2 separate regions of the Mus musculus genome follow, and region 1 is linked to region 2. A link is a contact called in public Hi-C data. All regions are on one chromosome and are shown on one strand. Each heading gives the region's core, a stretch centred on a gene start, on an enhancer-like site or on the middle of the called end of the contact. The rest is flanking DNA. Distances are from core to core; before and after follow the strand shown. Region 1 has its middle 21 kb from the start of Gm33895. Region 2 holds the start of Igsf21 (immunoglobulin superfamily, member 21).

Evidence for each region. Hi-C and Micro-C count contacts between places; a contact is called where the count stands out from the background.
Region 1: a Hi-C map of cerebral cortex shows a contact between it and region 2, with 2.5 times the contacts expected there. The contact joins the enhancer-like site here to the promoter of Igsf21 in region 2. A contact is called at or near these places in 4 of 484 Hi-C or Micro-C datasets (cerebellum, cerebral cortex and forebrain), 4 of 115 datasets of contacts at active chromatin or transcription factors (SST interneurons, embryonic stem cells and forebrain) and 1 of 9 other capture datasets (adipose tissue).

What each region holds. Positions count from the first base shown.
Region 1 is chr4:140,299,680-140,305,631 of GRCm38.p6, forward strand. No RefSeq gene overlaps it. Among named protein-coding and RNA genes, the nearest start is that of Gm33895, 21 kb to the right of the region's middle. Within about 2 kb of position 2,207, at least 4 of the 459 cell types and tissues checked have an H3K27ac peak or open chromatin away from gene starts, as enhancers often do. A contact at or near this core is called in cerebral cortex, where this site is marked.
Region 2 is chr4:140,245,523-140,251,020 of GRCm38.p6, forward strand. Igsf21 (immunoglobulin superfamily, member 21) reads right to left here and starts at 1,289. Exons shown (of 10, transcript NM_198610.2): 1 at 780-1,289. The coding sequence starts at 849.

The sequences.
Region 1 (5,952 bases), core at 957-3,456, 55 kb after region 2:
GGATGTTTATGGAAGACTCTCTCCTCAATGTTCCTCCCGATGAGGGAAAGATGTGGTCCCTATAGAGAAAACTTCCATACCACGCTGTGTTGATGCAGAAGGCCTGGGTGGGGCTAGACTGTTACTTTGTCCCATTCTCCCTACCCAGAAGCAACAGCCATTCCTGTAGAGTCTCAGGGTCTCCCTCATTCACCACAATGATCCATTCATGCCTCGTATCAGCACGGGTTGCCTGCCTTGCCCTGTGACTAAGAGATGTTCACATCCCATCTCCCCACCTAGTGTAGAGATGATGAAATGTCCTTCCAGTACCTTCTCTTGAGCCTCCAGAGACTGGGTCCTCCCAAGAATCATGGGTAATCTCAGATGCAAATGTCCTACATAAATGCACCATAGGGTTAAAAAGGAGGAAGTAGCCCAAGGCAGATGAAGCTGTGGACTGAAGGAGTCGTGAGCAGTCGTGTAACTGGAGTCTTCACAGAGCCCTGATTTAAGCATGCACAGGACCCTGGGGCAGTGGATATAGTGCAGTTTCTTCTTTCTTTTAAAGATTTATTTATTTATTATATTTAAGTACACTGTAGCTGTCTTCAGACACACCAGAAGAGGGCATCAGACCCCATTACAGATGGTTGTAAGCCACCATGTGGTTGCTGGGATTTGAACTCAGGACCTTCGGAAGAGTAGTCAGTGCTCTTAACCGCTGAGCCACCTCTCCAGCCCACAGTGCAGTTTCTTAGTGCCTGGGTCTCTGTCAACAAGTGTGGGCTGTTTTCCTGGAAGACCTGGAACAGGTTGCCCGGCTTCATTCCAACTGGTTGGCTCTTGACTAGGGGTGATTTGTCTTCTCGGGGACATTAACCAATGGCTGGAGACATCAGAGGGACAGAGCCCAGAGATGCTATTGGACACCCTTTGGACATACAGGAAAAGTTAGTTGGGCTCAAGCTGTCAGACTGCCATGCCAGGGCCGGGAACCCTTATTAACCCTGTCCTGGAACCGCTCTGGGCTCCAGGGAAGAAAGACTGGCTAGGTATCAGTTGTTGCTTCCGTCTCTTGGAAACTGTTAAATTAGTGAAGTACAGCCTTATACCCTCACCCTCACCATGATCATGGCGATGCTCAGCCCTGCCTCTCTGTTTTGGCTGTGTTCCATCCCCTTCCCTGCACACAGCCCTCCCTCCCCCATCCCATTCTAACATCCCGATCTATATCCCCAGACATGGATGCTTCTGGTGAAATATATGCTGTTGCTTATCGTTGGGATGCGTTTTAATTTACATAAATTGTACTGGGCTATAGATCTCATTGTGTGCCTTAAGTTTTTGGGTTTTTTTTCCCCCACTTAATGCTATGTTTGGGGATCTACCTGCCGTGCTCCATAAATTTCCAAATCCTCTGCCGCAGATATTTCTAGACTCAGATTTCCCCCTAGTGGGTGTCAGGTGCCTCCATGCCTCACCCCTTGGGTGTGTATGTGTGTGTGCTGGGGGGGGATCTATGCCAGGACGTTCTTCAGTCTATCAGGGGTGGGACAGTGGGGAGGCAGAGCATACAGCGCCTGTGCGTGTTTCTCTTAGCGACGACCGTTTTGCAGACTGCTGCTCTCAGCTCTGCTGTCCACTTGTGGCACAATCCGGCTCTCTAAATTTCCCAAGCTGCTTGGTTGCAAGGGGGCTGGCTCACTCTGGAGAAGGGAAGTGGCAGTTCCAATGTGTTTTCTGGGACCTAACCTAAACAGGGAGAGTGAGCTCTCTGGGGAACGATGTCTTCAAGCATTGCTTTAAAGCAAGGAAAGGCCAGAAGGCTCTGACCACCTGTTTGCTTGGAGGAGCCTCTGGACCACCAGACAAACTGCAGGTTGCATCCCCCTGGGGCTCTTCGCAGCCAGTGTCAACCCGAGCCTCAGGGCAGGGCAGTAAACAATGGAGACACATTCGCTTGCTCCGGGAGTCTCAGGAGGAGCAGGAGGGAGAGTGAACCACCCCAGGTGTCGTTTATTAAATGGAGGTGTAACTGCTGCTACCTAGAGCCCCAGGAGGATGGGGGATGATGGAAAAAGTCAGGGAGAGAGCTCCAAGTAGGGGATTGGGACCTGAGAGGCGACAAGATTTCATCTGCAGCAGCGGGGGAAGCAGAAGCACGGAGCAGACGCTTCGACAGCGCCAGCGCCAGTGCCAGCGTGGTGTGCACACATGACCAGGGATGGTGTGAGGAGCGGCAGAAGCCAGGAGCCTGCCTGCCATGGGGATCCGGCACATTCCAGAAGGTGTGGCTCGCTCGCGCACTACCAGAGGTGGGAAATGGGAACAGACAGATCAGTTCTCAGTGATAGTGGGAGATAGGAATGAGACCTGGAGGCCACCCTGGAGGTGGCGTCAGAGGACTAGACAGTATTCTAACAGCTTTTTCCAGTCATGGGACCCGACTGCACACCTGAGTGGTGACATGAAGCAGACATAGAAGTCTCCTCTCTGGCTTGAGGTCTAACTCCTTCAAGCCCTTCCTTCTTTCCGGCACAGTGCAGCTCTCGGGGACCAGACATGGAGCTTTCTGCCTGGCCTGGAGCTCCAGCCACTGGGAGGTCAGGGACCTGGGTTCCTCCATCAGAATAGGAGCTGCCTGAGCTCTGAGCTTCCCTCTTCCATCACACCAGGCCCTCCGTGAGCAGTTTCTCTCCCCTCTACACTCACAGAGCCCTAGACAACCTCCACTCTGTAGGGCTCCCGGCAATGTCAGCCAGTGTGACACCCTAACCCCAAGCAGGGTCATAGGAGGGGGACAGGCAGATGTGAGCATATAACCTCAAACATTTCATTTTGGGGGGCAAGCACGTTGAATCAGGGTGTCACATTGTTGCTCAGGATGACCCAGTAGTCACTATGTAGCCCAGGCTAGCCTCAGACTTGAGACCCTCTTGCCTCCACCTCCCGAGTGCTGAGAGTCCAGTATGAGCCACTGAGCTGTCCCCCAAGTCCTCATCCTGGTCCTTCCCTGCGGCTCTTGGTGAGCAAGCATTGTCTCCCTCCCTGTCTCCAGAGGAACCAGAGGCCAGGTTCTGGGAGTGGGGGTGGGGCAGGGTCAGTGTATTCAGGAATTCCAGGGTAGCATCCTGGTAGGGGCTGGCAGCCCTCCCCGCCCTACTCCCTCTTTTCTCCCATGGGCATCCATCAGAGGTGTTGCTGGACAGACAGCAATGAGACCTTCCTCTGGGACAGACACTATCTCCTTTGTCTCCTGCTTGCCCTCCCAGGCTTCCCGCACCCCAGGGAAGGTGTCTGAGGCTGTGGACTGTATGTCCCGAGCAATGGCCATTACAGGGGTCCCTTACTTCCACTAGCAAGCTTATCCTCGCAGGAGCCCAAGGCCATTTGCCTTCAAAGACGATGTACAATGTGTTTAGCAACTGTGGGTTTCTTTTAATAGCAGAGAAGTATATTTCCAGCGAGATCTGCTGGAATCGTGGAGAGGAAATAAAGAAAACACTGCCCAGGAAAGAGATTGCAGCTTCAAGGAGTGGGGAAGACACTTACTGCCGAGAGTGGGAGCAAGAACAGGTTTTGTAGCAAACCCAAGTTCACCCGGTGGCCACGGTGAGGGTGGGAGCCATCATTCTGTCCCCAAATGAAAGCAACGATGAGAATGGAAATTCCGAGTCTGACCTCAGACTTGGATGAGTCCAAATGGTAATGAGATGCAGGAAGTCAGACTCAGTTGTGGTGCTGCACTTGGGGGTCAAAATTCTCCAGAATTCTCTTTCCTCCGGGCCCAAACATTAAGATACCAGGTCCTGTACAGTCCGATAGCTCTGTCTGTCAGCTCAGTTACTGAGGAGACTGAGGCAGGAGGATTTCAAGTTCAAGGCCAGTCTGGGGTATAGGGTGATTGCAAGGTCAGTCTGGGCAACTTAGGGAGATACTGAGAGAAAAAAAAGCAACAAAACTGGAGATGCAGCCCAGTGGAACAGTGCTTGCCTGGAGTGCAGGAGGCTCTGTATACTGCCATACTGGGATGGGGAGGAGGGAAGGGAGGAGGGAGAGAGGGGGAGGGAGAAGGAGAGGGAATGGAGGGACAGAAAGAGGGACCTGGAGGGAGAGAGGGAGGGAAGGAGGGAAGAAGGGAGGGAAAAAGAGAGGCAGGGAGGGGGAGAGAGAGACAGGGAAGGAGAGAGAGAGAGAGAGAGAGAGAGAGAGAGCAGGGAGGAGGGGAAGGACAGAGGGACAGAACACTGGAGGACAGAGAACCTAGGCACCTAGCTGCCAGGAGGCAGTGTGGCCTAATCTTGGAGCTCCTGGGAGGACTTGGAGGCATGAGAGTTGGGAAGAGTTTGAAGAGCACGTGGCCTCTCCCAAGCTGAACCTGGGTTTCTGATTGTCTCCTTGAATACCCAGAGCAAAGACGGATGGTCCAGCCCTAGACATGAGGTCCCCTGAAATGTCTAAACGGTGGTCTGGACCCCTGGCCCATAACTTTGGTTCAGCTGAACTTCGAAGGCTACTGTGGGGAGTCTGCTCGCAGGGGCTGGGGGAGGGAAACCATGAGGCTGAAGGTCACAGGACCATGCCATCGACACTTCTTGTGGCTAGCCAGGGCCTGAAAATATATACAATGGGAGGTTCTAGAATCAACTATTAAAAAATCGTGTGTGCTCTGAGTGTCCTCATGAAGTCTCCCCCCTCTCCCCTCCATCCCTTCCAGGACCCAGTCATCTCTGATACACTGTATCATACACTGTATCATATGATACACTGTATGCACATAGTATAAGCTACCTGCCCCTCACTCTCTTAGTAAAAAGAAAAACACATTATCCCCGAGACTGGAGATGAACGAGGGCTTAAGATTACACTGAGGGCTTTGGAGTGTGACTCTGTAGATAGGGAGGTGGTTATGTTTAACTTGACTTGAGAAGATTGGCTTGATGCTAAATATGAACTAAGGCAATCTGCCCAGCCACAAACCTTAGCTGCACACAAGTGTCTAAGGGACCTGGCCGGACAACAGTGGTGATGGGATGGGGCAGGAGGGGGAAGTGGTCCAGCAGGCACTCAGATTAAACATGTGGATTTGAGGAACTATGTGGTCAGAGGTCAGATTATAAGGTCTTACTTTATTGCCCAACCCCCAAAAAGACGAACTTAAACAAAATGCTGATGATCTCTGAGTCCTCTGAGGATTTCTGAGTCTTCTCATGGAATCTTAACTATGCACGATTTGGGGACAAATAATTCAGAATGGTTGAGTAGCAAATTAGTTTTTTTTTTTAATGGATGCATTGTGAATAATGTCTCTATATAAATAAGACCCAGACAATGTTTGATCATATTATATAGTATTCGGGATGTATTTCTACCATAGAATGGTGTCATTTTAAGGTTTTGTTTTTATTACTTTAAAATAATACACATTTGTGTGCCTGTGTGTGAGTATGTGCATGTGTGGCTGCAGAAACATACAGAGTCCAGAAGAGGGCGCCAGATCTCCAGAGCTGGAGTTATAGGCAGTTGTGCGCTGTCTGACACAGATCCTGGGAACTGACTTGGTCCTCTGGAGGAACCTTCGTAACTATGGAACCAGCTCTCCATCCCCATGGCGTAAAATTAAAAGTTAAAATCTAACTTTAAGCAGTACCACATTTTAAAATCTGGAGACCTGAATTAAAAAGGAAAGGAGACAAAGAGAGATTAATTGGGAAAATCCCATTCGTTTTTCAAGGTTTTTTTGTTTCACGTTTTATTTACTTAACTGCATTGGCTGGCTTTATTCGATCACGATCTTGCCCCTCAGCACGGTGTGTCTATGGCAGAACACATCCACTCATGCCTTCTCTCCAGCACACATATCATAGATTCTTATTGCTGGTCATTTGATAAATATCACCCACATCCCAGCCTCCTCATCAAAGTGTGGGGATAGTCTAGAAAGACTCCAGAAAGACTCAAGGAAGCAGC
Region 2 (5,498 bases), core at 39-2,538:
CCAGTTTCCTTCCATCTGGTTCAGCCTAGGCCATGACCAAGCCCATGCGGGACACACACACACACTCACACACAGATGCGAGCCATACTGTTGAAACTCCTCCAGCCCCAGATGTGCTCACAGTTCCCTGCCCAAGTTCCCTCGATCTGCACCTGCTCCCAAACCCAGAGCTTCTAGGACCTCAAGTCCTGTACTTCCACGTGTAGCTGGGTACACTCCTGTCCAGCTCTAACAGAAATACAGTCACCGGCTGTCACACAGCCCTCTAGAGACCAGGCAGCACACCGGGGATCGGCGTGAACCGCCACACCTCAAACACCCTTTCCTTAACAGGCTCCCACATGCCGCGACGCTCACACACTTACCCTCCTGAAGGAGTTCACACCCCCAAACACTCAGACTTTCTCTCTCACCTCTCCATGCAACTGATCTAGACTCTCTGTTACCTCTCTCACACACACACCATCACACAGCCACATCTAAATGTACTCCCGTGCCCTCTCCAAACATAGCTGATTCTCGGACACTCACAGACCCAACAAAGACACACACACACACACACACACACACACACACACACACACACACACACACACACACACCACTGGCACAGACCCACGAGAGCTTTCTCCAAAAGATCTATCCTCTCTTCGCTGCACGGAAGCCCTCCTGGACTGTGCCTACAGCCCGAGACTCCCAGAGCCATCCGGGCCCGCGCCCTTCTCGGTCTTTGCGCGCATCCCCCGGCCCCGGGCTTCCGCGGGCGCCCGCACACTCACCGCGTGCCAGGTCCAGAATCGCGGCGAGCAGCAGGCAGGAAGCGCGGCGGAGGCTTGGAGCAGCTTGCATGGTGTCCAGAAGCTGGCGGCGCTGGCCGAGGCGGCGGCGGCGGCAGCGATCGCAGTGGCGGCGGTGGGTCCCCTCGCCATGGGCTCAGAAGCGCTTGTGACCCGGGCCGCCGGCCGTGGCGGTGACGAGAGGCGAGGAGAGCCGAGGGGAGGTCCCCATGCTACTGTAGCCCGGCCGCCAGGCTACCCGGGGCTGCTCTGGGCTGTACCGGGATGCTCCGGGCTGCACCACCAGGCTACTCTGGGCTGTAATAGGATGCTCCGGGCTGCACCAGACGCACTGGCTGCTCCGGGCTGCACCGGACCTGGCTGGGGCGCGCAGCTGCTCCCGGCTGGTTGGCTGCGATAGGCGGCCACGGCGGCCGGAGTCGGATCCGTGGCGGCAGTGGCGGAGTTTGGAGCCGAAGCTCTGCCCGCGCCGCCGCGCTCTGCCCCGCGCTCGCTCTTCTCGCGCCCCCTCCTCTCCCTCCTTTCCTGCCGCCCCGCCCCCGCCCCCCCCCACCCCCCGCGCTGCGCTCGCTGCCGTATTCTACAGACTTTTCTTTAATCCGTTCTGGGCTGTTCGGCTCTCGTCCGCTAAGCCGATTTATTGCAGAGAGGAGAACTCGCCCCCCTCCCTCTCGGCTTCTACCCTCTGCTCCCCCCACCCCCATCTCATCACAACTGCTTGCTTGTGAGCTGCATCCTCCCATACACACACACCAAGCTTCGCTCCACCCGAATCGCCCTCCCCACCCCTCCACCTGGACGTGTCCCTGGACGCCCCTTTCCTCCGCTTGGTGGATGCAAGCACCCTTCCTCCTTCCAGGAGAGAGAGATGCTTTCCCCGGAGGGATGTAGGTCCTCAGGGCTTGCTTTGACACCTATGAACGTCGTCCTTAGGGGCTTCAGAGCTTCAGTGTTCCACAAATAAGGGCTACCCTCCAGCCCGCGCCCCGCGCAGAACAGCTGCATTGTATGTGCAGGCTGGACCGGGCAAGGGAGGCATCGACTTTTTCTTCTGAGACCAAGATGTCACCTTAAAAAAAAAATCAGGGCTGACACCCCAGCTCCTCCACCTGAGAACCGGGGTGGGGTTGAAACTTGTGTCAGATCGTCGCTTTGATCGCTCACGCACTATTGAGCCTGGGCTGTGGGGTCTCCCACGTGAGGAAGAGGCAGGTGCTCCTAGCTCTTAGGGTGGTGGTGGGGGTGGTGGAACCAGGAGTTAGATCGTCAAGTTCCAGAATGAACAGCAGAACCAGAGAGTGACTCTGAGCCCCCAAACCAGGACCCAGGTCTCCTTATGCTGCATTCTCCAGGGAAGTCCCAGCTCCCCTATCTTTACTAAGCTGCTGCATCCTTGTTGCTCAGTTTACTTAGCCGGGCAATGGGTACACTGGCAGCCCCACTGGCTGCAGGCCTTGGGAGAGGGGTGGGCAGTGAGTAATGGCCTGGCAGGTGCTACTAGGAAAGACTTGTGCCAGGATGCCCCACGGAGTGACCCACTCTCCTCCTTACCCTCTGCAGCCTTGTCAGCACATGGCCTTTCAAGGCAGCTAGCTAGCTAGCTGCAGTTCAGGGTCGCTCAGCCTCCCTGCTCCAGGGAAGGAGCGATTTGCATTTATTTAGATCTGAGCGAATACGTTCACCTGACAGGCTTTAGAAGGATCCTCTTAGTAAAATAATAATAATGATCGTAATAAACCCTTATAAATAGGTGTTTGATTACAGTTTGTCCCTCCGTGGGTATTTTTTTTTTGAATCAGACTAATTGGTTGCTAGACTGATTGGGCTGGATCTGGCTTGAACACTGGAGTCTTGGGCCTTTATCCTTTCCCTGGCTGTTCTCCACTCCCCCTTGCTACGCCTCCAAGTCTCATCTTCCCCAAGCTACTGAGGGGTGAGCTTGAGGGCATCTCCCCTCCCCTCCAAAAAAAGCTTCCCCCCCACCCACCCCCCGCTAAGCAAGCCAAGGGAAGAGCACAACCCTTGCCTGTCTGATCCTGCCAGTCTCTCCCTCCCACCTCTCTGCTTCTGGCTTAGGAAAAAGCTATCCAGGATTCTAAGCCCTCGGTGTGAGAGGTTCCCTGGCTGAGGAGCTCCAAGCCCAGATGCCCCCCCGCCCCCCCTCCCGGGCTGGGCTAGGCTTACAGGAAATGCATGCATTGCTGTGTGGCCTTCCATGCTCTTGGAGTCTAGGTGCAACAGGATGGAGCCAGGTGAAGGAGGACAGGCAAGAGTTCTTCAGAAGGCCAAGTGGGCGTGGCTTCCCGGCCGCACCCACCTACCACTGTCCTTGGGGGAGGAGCTGAAAGGAGCAGGTCATTGGTGAAACTACCCATCAGTCCCAAGCTTAACCAGCTGGGAAAGAGGGCCAAGGTATTGTCTCCACGGAGTCCTCTAAGAATGGCGTCAGTGGAGAGGGTGGAAAGGAGAAAAGAAGTTTGAAACCAGGGAAGTCTGGTTTCACGGCTGAGTATCTTGGGCCTGGAGTTTTTTATACCTTAATGGACCCACCTTTATTCCCAAATCATCTTCACTATCCACCCTGTCCTTGAACATTACCCTGTGGAGAAAGTACTGTTCACCCTGGCCCGTGGCACATAGTAGGTCTTCACTGAGTATTGGATGGATGGAAAAATGAATGTAAGGCTGAATGAGGTTGGATAACTGGTTGGTTTGTTCCTTAGCTCTGAGCTCAAGCTGGTACTCGGTGGGTGCTCAGAGGCAAGCTGTAGCCACGAACCTTCTCAGAGATCCAGGATTGTGACGCTACTCCGCCCTGGTGCAGAGTTGGTTTCCCTTGGAAGGGCCAGGCTGCCAAAGCACGCCTATTACCATATGGTAATGATAATAGCAACAGCCCGCCTCCCAGCTCGGCCAAAAGCCCCGCCCCTTCGGCTCCATAAACCACAGCACTGGAGTCCTTTCTTCTGCTGCATAGAAAGGTGACTCGGAAGCACAGTCAGTTAACAGGGGGCTCTGGGAAACTAAGGCAAAGGAGAAGTCACCCAGGGCAGCCACAAGCTTTTCATTTAGTTTATGTCTACTGCTGCCCGCCAGAGGCGGTGCTTGCAGTTTGCTCTCCTGGCACTCAGACTCTCGAGTCACAGTGAACCACGCCTCTCTCTTGGGCTCAGGTCCAGTAGGAACCGTGAGCCTCTAGGCAGCCAAGGTGCAGCTATCTGCCTGCCCGCCCGCAAGAGTGAGCAGGTCCTAATCCTCTGTCCTTGGTGCTGACACGGGCTCTCCCGACAGAGGGTGCTAACACAAAAGCAACCTTCTCCGCCTTGCTCCAGGGATGGACACCCGGAGGTCACGATGGAGTTTTAAGTTCTCTTCTCCAGGGACAGGGTACCACTGGCTCTCACAGCCTTGTTTCCAGAGGGTGGGCTTTGTAGGTTTGGGGAGAGCTACTTGGTGGAGTAGAGAATATGAGGACCTGCCTCTGTGCGCTGGGTGCTGTCAGAGACTTCAGCTTGTGAAACAGTAGCAGATCAGTGTGTGCGGCATGACTCCTATTTTAAAGATGAGATGGATGAGAAACAGAGAGGTAAGCAGCAACTTTTCCAGGGGAACAGCTAGTGATGGACTCAGGTTTGAATGCAGGATCCACTTCAAGGCTAGAGCTTTTGCATGCTTTCCTTGGCCACCTGCAATAACCCCACAGGGATCCACATGCATACATACACAGGGGCTCGTGTGTGAGTACACACACATGCCAGATGGACAACTTTCATGAGTCCATTGTGTCCATTTATTGGCTCCCATCTAATCATCACGGAAGTCCTCCATGGCAACTTTGTGTACACATGACTTACAGATAAGGAAACTAAGTTGCAGAGATGCCAGGTGAATCGTGAAGATAGGGTAAGGCAGAAGATTCTGAACATAGGGACCAGGTACGGGCATAGGGACCAGGTACAGGCTTCTCTCTCTCTCTCTCTCTCTCTCTCTCTCTCTCTCTCTCTCTCTCTTGCTTCTCTTTATGCTGGCAATCAACACCACCGGCATACATCCCACGCAGGACCCGTTTATCTAAATTAAACACAACCAGAAATGATGGCAATACCCAAACCGATTGCGAGCCAGCCACTTGGAATTAAGCCTTACATCTCCTCCTTAACAGACTTGGCCCACCTACATTGTCAAGATTCCACATATTCCCCTAGAAAAGGACGCCACGGGCTGAGGTGGTAATCTCCTCACAGGACACGCACAGGGGTGCTAGGTATCATTCACCCAGATGAGGGAGTTGGAGGCCAGGGTTCCCCACACTGGGTCTCACACAGAGACCATTTGTGAGCTTGTAATGAAAATTCCTCAAAAGAGGGTTTCATGGCTAAGTCTACTTGGAGAATGCCAGTAGTTTCCTCTCAGCTCACAGGAGCACAGTAGCTTTGTTGGATGGGAATCTGCCTTTGCTTATCACCCCTCTTCTTATCAATTCTTATTAACATCTATGTCCCCAGGTGTCTGTGACAATAGCGGACAGGTGACAACAGTAGCAAATAGAATGACCACCGCTGACTGATGACATGTGTCACTAGCTAAACGCAGCCTGCTTGTTTGGATGCTTTGCTTGTACTAGTTAATCAAGCTCTGCACAGCCCTGTGGAGTAGACTCTACCTGTGGGTCCATAGAATACAGAAGGACATGAAGGGACA